Linked DNA regions of Anas platyrhynchos: region 1 is linked to region 2. The links are chromatin contacts, called in public Hi-C maps. All regions are on one chromosome and are shown on one strand. The core of a region is the stretch at or near the end of the contact, and the rest is flanking DNA. Distances in the headings are between cores, read along the strand shown.

Evidence for each region. Hi-C and Micro-C count contacts between places; a contact is called where the count stands out from the background.
Region 1: a Hi-C map of liver shows a contact between it and region 2, with 4 times the contacts expected there. The contact joins two enhancer-like sites. A contact is called at or near these places in 2 of 8 Hi-C or Micro-C datasets (liver and skeletal muscle).

The regions. Positions count from the first base shown.
Region 1 is chr1:58,752,689-58,758,022 of IASCAAS_PekinDuck_T2T, reverse strand. All of the region lies in intron 6 of PARPBP (PARP1 binding protein), which reads left to right. Among named protein-coding and RNA genes, the nearest start is that of NUP37, 18 kb to the left of the region's middle. Within about 2 kb of position 1,927, at least 1 of the 8 cell types and tissues checked has an H3K27ac peak or open chromatin away from gene starts, as enhancers often do.
Region 2 is chr1:58,479,820-58,485,018 of IASCAAS_PekinDuck_T2T, reverse strand. It overlaps LOC101794316 (tyrosine 3-monooxygenase), which reads right to left. Exons shown (of 12, transcript XM_005022557.6): 7 at 4,705-4,840; 8 at 3,946-4,015; 9 at 2,189-2,245. Among named protein-coding and RNA genes, the nearest start is that of PAH, 63 kb to the right of the region's middle. Within about 2 kb of position 2,203, at least 1 of the 8 cell types and tissues checked has an H3K27ac peak or open chromatin away from gene starts, as enhancers often do.

The DNA of each region.
Region 1 (5,334 bases), core at 678-3,177, 270 kb before region 2:
AGAGCTTAGTAATTATTTTCTAATCCCTGTTGCTGTCCCTGCTGTCCTTTTCTTCATCATTCTAGTTCCTATTTTCATTCCATATAGGTGGTATGACAATATCTTTCACTTTAGGATATAAGTTCTGTAAATAGAAAATTCTATCATGTTCAGTAGATTGCATGTATATGTGTAGGTGTCATTGTTTGTGTCACTGACCAAGAATAAAAGCAGGCTGTACTATGTATTTTTTGTTCTTGTACTCTTTATGGGGTTTATAACCACAAGATGTAAAATACTACTATTGTGTTTATTTGTTTCTATATTTATGTAGTAGCTAAGTGGTTATAGAAATGTACCACTTGGTTGGCTGTCTTCAGAAGAATCTTCATTAGTCTGCTGCAGTCCTCAAAAACCGTAAGGATTGCAACGTTGGTGAACAAAAAGAAGCCACTCAATTTTCCTTAAGTTTTCAGTAAGCCATGTGAGTGGGGACAGCCTGCATGTCCTGTCTGTGATTTTTTTTACAGGTGTTATGAATTCTAGAAGTACTTCTGCAAAAGAAGTTTCTCTACTTCTGTTACTACTGCAGTCTGAAGAGCAGAGAAAAAAGCAACAGTGCAAAATTTTTAGTTGCTTAGTCTTTAGAAGCCAGCTCAGAAATTTGAGAGCAAACTGGGCAATCTGTCTGTGACATTGCTATTTCTTTGCTGTAAATGTTAGCCAAGCTACAAAATTAGGTCTTGGTATTTTCTATGCTACAAGAAACATGCAGTATTTTTGGCTGTTTACTTAATAATTTGAAGTCTGTTACTTCACTGTTTGAGCTTGTTAAAGTGGAAACCCTATGAAACTTGAACTTCTGTAAAATACAGAGTAGCCAAATAAATGCTGAGTTGATTGTGGAACACAATCTGTCAAAAAGACTTTCTTCATCTGCTTGAGTCATGTTCTTTCTTTTAAAACCTAGAAATTTAGTTGAGAGTGTTGGACATTGATGGGATGTGCTTAAGAATATTTTGAATGTAATAGATATGGTGCAACCAATTGTCTGCTAATCTATGGAGAATAACAAATGTTCTCACGCTCAAGTCTTTCATCTAAGAAAGAAAGTGAACAGTAGATGAGATGAAAGCTGTAGGATAGTGGAAATCTCATGAAACTTATTTGATTCAAGTGTGGCACAAAGTTTAAGCAGACCTGATAGCCACAGAAATGCAAAGATTCAACGAATTTCAGTAGTTTTGAGGAGTGTGCAATGAGCAGAACAAGAGAACAAGCATTCTTATAAGTCTCTGGAATGTTGAAATAGTTGAAGTTTGCCTCTCCTCATTCTCCAGTTGTGCAAGATCAGAAGAAATTACAAATACTTCAAAAATCAGTAGCATGAACAGTTCTTCAAGTTTGGGGGTGCTCTAATACTTGTAACCCTAAAACTATTTATAAATGCTGTACATAGACTTGGGCAACGCTCACAAAGTATATTATGCAAGATCCCCATTTACTTGTTCTTGTCTCTTGACAAGAAATGTATCAATGTTGTGTTTGGAATTGAAGTAGATGATTTTACACCTGGTGATCTTGAGCCTCATTTATGATGGTATAAACAAAAGACTGCAGTACTCATCCATCATTCCTTTTCTTTTAGACCAATAATGCTTCTTGCTTCCCGAAAGAACTTTTTCTATTTCTGGAATGACGTTTTAAGTTCATAAAAGCTGTGTGTGACTTATGCTTTTCCATGACTCAGTTTAGTCTTATTTGTTGCTGTGATTTTTGCTTCGTATGCATGTGTCTATATATATATATATATATATATATATATATGCTACTCTACAAAACTAGTGTAAAGTTGGTAGACAGGCAGTAGTTTTCTTCTTGAATCGGGCCCTGATTTCGTTGTAAGAGTACTGGCCACTAGGTGACACTATTGCACAGCTCACAGTACTAGTAGTTTAAGCCTAACAGCTGTATTAAGTGTTCCATTTCAACACCTTTGAGTGAGCGTGATGCTTTGGAGAGGGTCTTCGGTTCAGGCCCAAAAATAGTCTTCTACAGTCGATTTTAGAAGTTATACAATTTGACTTGACTATGCTTGTGAATTAGTGCATTGAGCTGTCTGGTAGTAGGGAAAATGCTATTACTCAAGTTGCTTTTGTGAAACTGTGATTGTAGCTGTAGGTACAGTAGTATTTTAGGATAGAAAGCATATGAGACTTGATTTGATCTTGTTCTGAATGTTTGGATTAATTGGTTAGTATTCACACAGCCCTAGAGTTTTGTGTTCTAAAGTTGCTGGAAAACTGTAAGCATGTGCAAAGCAGTGTCTATAAGACTCTTTAAACTTAAGATTGTAAAATAATTCAGGTTGGAAGGAACATCAGGAAGTTTTTGATCCAACATCCTGCTCAAAGCAGAGTCAATTATGAGGTCAGCCTAGGATAATCAAGGCGTTATCCAGTCAGGCTTTGAAAACGTCCAAGGACAGACACAGCAGCATCTTTCTTGGCAACCTGTTCCACTACTTGAGTGTCCTCATGGTGACTTTTTTCTTCCCTGAAACCAGTTGGGACCTGTCTGGTTTCAGTTTGTGCCTGTTCTCTCTTTTCTGTCTGCTAACAGCCAACATGAAGAGCCTGGCTTCATCTTCTTGATTACTTTCTTGTAGGTATCAGAAGGCTATTAGTAGATTCCCCTGAAGCCATTTTCTTCTCCAGACTGAACAAGCTGTTCCCTTAGCTTCTCTTCATAGGGCATGTCTCCCTGACCATCTTGGCAGCTCTCTGCTGAATTTACTCCAGTTTATCAATGTCTTTCCTGGACTGGGGGGCCAAAAATTGGATGCAGTATTCTAAATTCAGTCCAATAAGTGCTGATTAGAGAAGGATAATCACATTCTTCAGACTACTGGCTACGCTACTGTTGATGCAGCCAAGGATACTGTTGGCCTTCTTTGCTGCCAAGGCACACTCCTGGCTTGTTTAGCTTGCTGAACATGCACCAAGACTCCCAACTTCTTTTCCACGGAGCTGCTGCTCAGCCAGTATCATTGCAAGGACTTATCCCTTTATATGACTTTGTATTTCCTGTTTTGTATTTTGTATGGTTCCTGTCACCCCTTTCTTCCAGTCTACCTAGGTATATCTGCATGGCAGCTCTTCCCTCAAGCATGTTGACTGTTCCACCCAATTTGGTGTCATCTGCAAACTTGATGAGCGTATAGTTTATCACCACCTCTAGGCCACTGACAAATATAAGTACATATATTTTTAAATAAAAAAGCAGGTTCTGGGTTAGCCCCCTATGGTGTTCCACAGAATGTGTTAACTACTGCTCTCAGTCTATTTTTCACTCAAAGTCTGAATGAACAGACTACGTCTTCCAAACTTGTCTATCTATTCAGTCTGCAATATCCAAAGTCGCATATGGCAGTACTGTCTGACAGTGAAAGCCTTCCTCTAGGCAAAGGAAGAAGGATGAATGGCATTTACCTTGTTTGTAAAACCAGTAATTTTATAACTGGGAGCAAGCTGATTTAAAATCCATGCCTGTACTTACCAGTCACCACCTTTTCCTTCATGTACTCAGAAATTATTTCCAAGAAGTCTTGCTCCATGCTCTTACTTTTTTTTTTTTTTATTAGAAGAACCTTTTCCTACCACTCAGCCTGACCTTCCCCTGTCGCAGTTCCATGCTCTTCCCTTGGGTCCTGTTGCTGTCACTAGAGAGCAGAGCTCAGCACCTGCCCCTCCACTCCCCTTGTGAGGGAGCTGCAGGCTGCTATCTGGCTTCCCCTCAGCCTCCTCTGCTCTGGGCTGAACAAACCAAGTGGCTTCAGCCACTCCTCATGCATCTTGTTCTCTAGACCCTTCACCATTTTTATAGCCTTCATTTTTACACTCTTTAACAGTAGAATCCAATTGGACCCCTTAAAATTACAAACAGCAGGTAGAGCAGCAAATATTGTGCAAGTTTGGGATGGGTTGGGAATTTATTATTAGCACAGTCATGGTCTTCTATCTCAGGGCCCCAGGGATTTCAGAGCCCATCACTGATGTTGAAGACAGATGGTGTTGAAGACTCTTAAAAAGCATTAAGAGTCTTTGCTTTGTCTATCTGCCTATTTGTGAGGTAACCATCCTCATCAACTAATGGACCTCCTTTTGCTTTTAACATACTTTAAAAAGCCCTTTTTACTGCCCCTCACAGTACTGGCCACTCTTAATTCTAATTGAGCTTTGGTTACACAAATTTTCTCCCTATACTGACAAACAGCGCCTCTGTAGTCCTCCCATGTTGCCTGACCTTGCTTCCAGTGGACACTTCCTTTTTCCCTATAAGCTCCAGAAGATCCCTGCTCAGCCAAGCTGACCACCTGCTTGCTTGACTTTTGCAATTTTTGGATTGCCTGTTCCTGTGCTCTTAAAGGGTGGTACTTAAAAAGCGACCAGCACTGATGGTCCTTCAGAAGTAGCTTCCCAGGGGACCTTACCAACTATTTCCCTGATCAGCCTAGTTTGTTCTCCCCATATGCAGGGCTGAAGTTTTGGTGGCAGTTTTCCTCCCATCACCAAGGATTTTCAGCTCTACAACTTCATGGTCACTGTGGCCAAGACAGCCACCAATCACTTCACCCCTGAGACCCTCCCTCTTTACAAACAAATCTAGGAGGGCGCCTTTTCTAGTTGACTTCCTTAGTACCTGTACTAAGAAGTTACAGTCAAAGTGTTTTAGGAATCTCCTGGATCTTTTTGTACCAGCTATGCAGTATTCTCAGTTTTGATGTCACCCATAAGGACAAAGGCTTCTGATCAAAAGGTCTCTCTTAATTCCTTTAAAAAATAATTTATTGATGTTGTCAACCTGGCTGGGTGGCCTATGGTAGACTCCCGCAATGACATCTGCTTTTTTTTGCTTTTTCCTTAATCCTTACTCTGAGGCTCTCAACCGTGTTAATGAGAGCTGCAAGCTCCATACAGTCCAGCCCCTGCATTACAGTGCCACCCGCCTGCCATGCCTGCTCTGTTCATGCTTTCTGAAGAGCCTGTAACCATCCGCTGTAACACATCAGTCACAGGACTCTTCCACCAGTTCTTGCATATGCCAATGATGTAGCTCTGGGACTGAGCCAAGATGTCTAGCTCCTCTTGCTTGTTCATCATGCTGTGTATGTTGTTGTTGAAACGCTTCAAATGTACTTTGTTGTTGCCAACCCTCATGGAGCAGGCTGAAGGATCTCACTAGCATGTAGTCCCTCAGAGTTTGGCATGCCATTCCATAGCTTACCACTGGCAAACTGGGTTTTATCCCTTTCCCCCTTCAAACCTCTTTTAAAACTCAATCATCCCAGTTAAC
Region 2 (5,199 bases), core at 954-3,453:
TTTTCAATACATACTCCCAAAAGCACAGGTAGACACCCACAGAGGGTTCAAGACCTTAGAAAGGTCCTTGAAAAGGCAATTCCCTTCCTCCTTTCTCTAGCATTCATCAGAACTGAGGAATGACTTATTCCTTAGCAGCAATGTACCCTTTAAGATTATACGAATTCCATCATCATCTTGCTGCAATAGAAAATAAAGATGCATCTTTTTTTTTTTTTTTTTCTTGCAATAAAGCACGACTGGGACCATACTTCCTTTACCTGCTGGACAGTGATGGGATAAAAGCAATTGTTGGCTCTGGTAACCTGTTAGCCCTTCCTTTATTATACTATCTAAGGAAATGAACAGTGGAAGAACAATTCTGCACAGCTTGACCCCTAAGCTGATGGATAGTTGTTGTGCAAAACACGGAAAACAAAATACAACTCAAGAATATGGTTTTGTGCTGCAACTCTTCAGGGTCACTTTAGGGACACAAGAGACACATAGCTCTTTGCTGCTTCATTTGCAGGGTTCAGGTTAGCATTCTCAGCATCCTTCTCAAAGAATTGCAAGCACTTCACAAAATAATGTGAAACTATATTCTGTCTATGTTGTCACTCTCTTTCTCTTTCTTTCCCCAACCTTCTTTGATATGCATCTTCTGATTTTGATGATTTTGGGGTTTAGCCTACAAATTTACAACTAAAGAAGCACCATGCCAAGATGTTTCTTTTTGCAAAACTCAGAGCTGCTTTTACTAAAATTCCAGTGATAATTCTCCATTATTCTTGTGTTAATAATCTTGATTCTTACTATTTCCAGTGAAAAGCCTTTCAAGTATCTCATGATTTTGCAGAAAGTGACAGTGAGACATGGGACAATGCTCTCGGAGAAGGATTTTTTAATTTATTTATTGTTTTTAAGTCGTTCCTTAGATATCATTTATTTGGCTCTTAGTGAGGTTCTTTTGGTTCTTAGTGTCTTAACAGGGTACAAGACACAGTATTTGTGGCCCACTGTGGAGAACGTGACTACTCTTAACTTTCCATCTCTTGTGTATGGATCTACCTGCTTAGAAAACTCATGGAACTGAAGGAACTAATGTCATTTCAACATTTGTTGTACATATGTTATAGACCATGAAAAAAGTCATGATTCTTTTAAGAAACTCTTAGGTAGCTTAGATATTGCCATATTACCTAAGATAGATAACTCTTTGTAATGAATGGAGAATGATAGGGATTTCTAGAGAGAAACAAGAATTTATGGTAGACATCTATGTCTCGGTAGAGAAAGCATTAAAAGTTCTCTATTTTCACTTTCTGATGAAGAAACATTAAAAAGGAGCCTAGATTAGATGTCTGAACTTTTTATAAAAAAAAAATGAAGATTGAGTGGTTAATCCAGAATATGTTTACTGTTCTGAATACATGAATGGTACTTAGTAAATGCTATTCTCACGAATTCTGAACTGCACGTAACTCTTTAAAAAAGGTTCCTTTGTTCTACCTCCCTAAACCCCAGATGACACTGAAAATTTCAGATCTAGCACCCATTGTTCTGCTAACTTTACCCTTTAAGACTCTTTTCTTCCCCTGAAAAAAATAATCATGACAGTGAAATAGCTGCTATTATCGGAAAAAAAAATAAAATAAAATAAAAAATCTGGCCTCCAGCATATTTTCAGACTAAGATGGGAGCTACAGGTTGCATGAGTCATTCTCACAGATTGTATACAGCCTAGGGATTCAGAACCAAGTGAGAGTACCTGCTGCCAAAGAGCTCACCTATTTCGTGAGATTAGCAAATAAAGGGCACCCTGAATTCTGATTGCCCCCTGCACCATCGAGTATACATATAATCACATCGAGTATACAGTCAATTAGATGAATCTATAAAGTGAGTCAGAACCCTCCCATTGCTGAAACTGTAGAGGCTCAGCTTCAGAAACATACTCTTATGGCAGCAAAAAGTGTAAGTATTTCCTCAAAGTGGAATCATGTGCTTCTGGGCTCCCTTGGAGGGACTCCAGCTCCTGCTCCAGCACCTCCCTAACCTGTGGATGAGGAGAAGACAATTCTGCTGCTGCTCCTATTTTTGTGTAGCTAAGCCGAGACACTAAAGAAGAGCCTTCCCTGAACAGTGAGGAATACGAAGTGAGTCCTTTGGTTTTTGCCTCTGATACTAAACTGCTGTCTGTACTTACTGTGGCTAGTTTCTCAATCTCTGTTTCAGATGATCCAAGAGAAGCCAGTCCAATATCCTAAAGCAAGTAAGCAAGCAGTCAGTGTTACACCAGTGTGATTATTCAGCCCAAGGGAGAGAAAGAGGGGAAGGGGGAGGACCACATCATTTCTAGCATGAATAGCATGAACTATTCATTGTTTTTGTCACCCAAAATGACCTTCCATGGCTTCCAGGATGCCTACCTCTCCCTGGCCCCCAGCTACATACCACTGGGAGCCACATTAGATGAGTGTTTAATCCTCAGAGTTCTCTGTGTAAAGTTAACCATCTCTTGGCTTAATGCTGGACTATCTCAGGCACAGATTTGAAGGGAGGAATGAGAAGTAAGGACTGGAAGGTGGGTTTTATTTTTTCCATACCTTTTAGTCTCTCATTCTCTCTCTGACAGCCCTTATCGGTATGTCAGATACATGCAGGGAGGATGCTGTGTACTCACAACTATGTTCTCTGTTAATTACTGTTCCCACAATAATTTACTGTAGGTGTCTCCTCTTAACTATCCTGGGAGCTGTATTGTGCAGCAGACAAACAAAGCTATTCCCTATTCCTCATTCATCTTTTCATGTTGAATGGAATAAAAATGAATGTTTATGGGGTGAATTTCAGCTGTGAAAATACTTTTTGAAAACGTGAAATGCAAATTGTGAAAATTAATGTTATTCCATGTTGTATAGTCTGTGTTACAGGCAGAGAAAGAGTAAAGCTGAAAGGTTTGAGATTGCTATAATGTCTTTTCTAAGGTGTCTTCAGTTCTGGTGTTGAACTGAACTGAGGAGAGTTCTTCCAAAGACAATTACAGACCTTGAGGATACTTTAACAACTACTATATTGAATCTGATAATAGCCAATATATATGACCAGAATGGAAACTGGCATGTATCCAAGTTGATGCAATTGGAAACCACATATTGTGAGGTGAAGTGGCTTTATTTTCAGATATTCTATCAGGGATCAACATCATATAACCCCTCTGCACTTATTGTCAGTTTCCACACTGGCCACTGATTGATAACCCTAGAATACGAGTTATCTTTATCCCTCTGCTATGGTTTTGAGGCACACGTATAGTTCTGAAGTCTTTAGTTGCACAAGGTCATTGAGTTCACTTGGGTCTGACACTGACAGCTCATACCAAATGGTCTCTTTTGTACAAAGAAGCTCTGTTTTCTTTTTGGAGCCTCCTCGCCAGTGTGAGCAATGCTGTGAGAATCTGGTGAGTTGTAAAAGGAAAAACATCTCAAATGAATGACATGGTGATGGACACAATTAAAGTATCATGTGAGATAAAAAATGTACATCCAGAGGCAGAGCCAGCTTAGGGGCGTGATGGCTGTTGGTGGTTGGGTTGGTTGGTGTGGCATCAGACAGGAAGCTTGGGGAATAAGATAGTCTATACAGCTCAAACAAGCAGCACTGCAGAGGCTCCACTGGCATCCTGCTGCAGGCTGACTTGGCTCTCCCACAGAGATGTCCCACCAACACTGCTTGCCCTTCCTTTTACAAAATGTCCACAGGGAGCAGTGCTCCACTGTGCGCCACTCCCTTGGAGTATTTATCTCCTCAGGCACTGCTAGCCCACTACTGCTGGAGGTTGTGACTCAGACACACCCAAGTCTTAAAATAACATTTCAAGCACGGTGAGCTGCCTGCCTTTGAGGCTTGTCTGGCCTGCTACCCAGAGCAATTGGTTAACAGCTAGCAGAACAAGCTTCTTACCTGGGAGAATTGGGCAAACTCCTTATTGGCTAGCATGGGAACATGACCCAGCAACTCGTGGCAGCAGTCTCTGGAAAACAAGTGACCTTCACATTTAATTAAAGTGGTTTGTATGTTTGTTTGTTTGTTTGTTCTCCCTGCTCTACGTGAACATCCTATGAAAGGCTTTAGCCAACAGACCTCCCAAGGGAGCTAGTGTGAGGATTGCAACTGTTTTAGTTACTCTGCAGTAGGTGCCTCTGTACCTGGCCGAGCTTTGCAGAGAGTTTGACAAAGCATTCCCTTCTGCCATGGGGATCCAGCTGCCCCCCACTACACTGGCTATTGTCTCACTTGGGATGGCATGGGCAATAGTCTCCTATGTCACAACATCTTTGAAAAGACCCTGTTTTGTCCCAGCATACAACAAAAACGTCTGTGTGAACTTGTAATTTCTCATGAAATGTAATTGCTGCTGTCTGGCCAGCACTTACTGGGAGAGTTTCACAGCAGGGAATCAAACCCCAGCAGATGGTAAATGAAGGCAGGATGAAAAGATTAAACCAGATATTCTCCAGTCTTTTCCTTCTCCAGACAACTTTGTAAGAGACACAGAGACCCACACCCTCTCATGCATGACTTCCCCCTCTAAAACTCCAGCTACCAGTTTCTCAGATTGTTTCATTCTGTGGAATACTGGATAGAGACCCAGAGTTTCTCCCAAGAGAATTATTTCCAACACATTCAAAGGACAGGATTGTGCCATGGTATCAAACTTACGGTTCTGGGGAATGCATAGGAGATGAGAAATGTCTTATATACTGGGTGCACTGGAAGACACGGAATGCCAGGCTGGCAAGGAAGTCACGAGCAGACAGCAGCCCTGCTACTGGTCTCAGCTGGAAACCTGTTCTTTCTGCAGAAAAGGAAAGTGAGACAGAATTTAGGACTTGCTATGGTTACTTGCTTTACACACCCACTGCAGGTAAACAGTTGTAGTGGGCCTTCAGGTCCCATTGCAGTAGCTCCTTCCACTGAAGGATAGTAGGAACATCCTGGCTTATCATTATCAACATGTACCTTTTGTCATTATGGGTCCAGTTAGGGTAACATAAAAACACCCAACTGCTCATCCTTCTATGGAGATATTTAAGGCCTGTCTGGATGACTACCTGGGCAGCCTGCTCTAAGGAATCTGCTTTGGTAGGGGGGTTGGACACGATGATCTTGGAAGGGACCTCGAGGTCCCTTCCAATCCCTTCAATTCTGTGATTC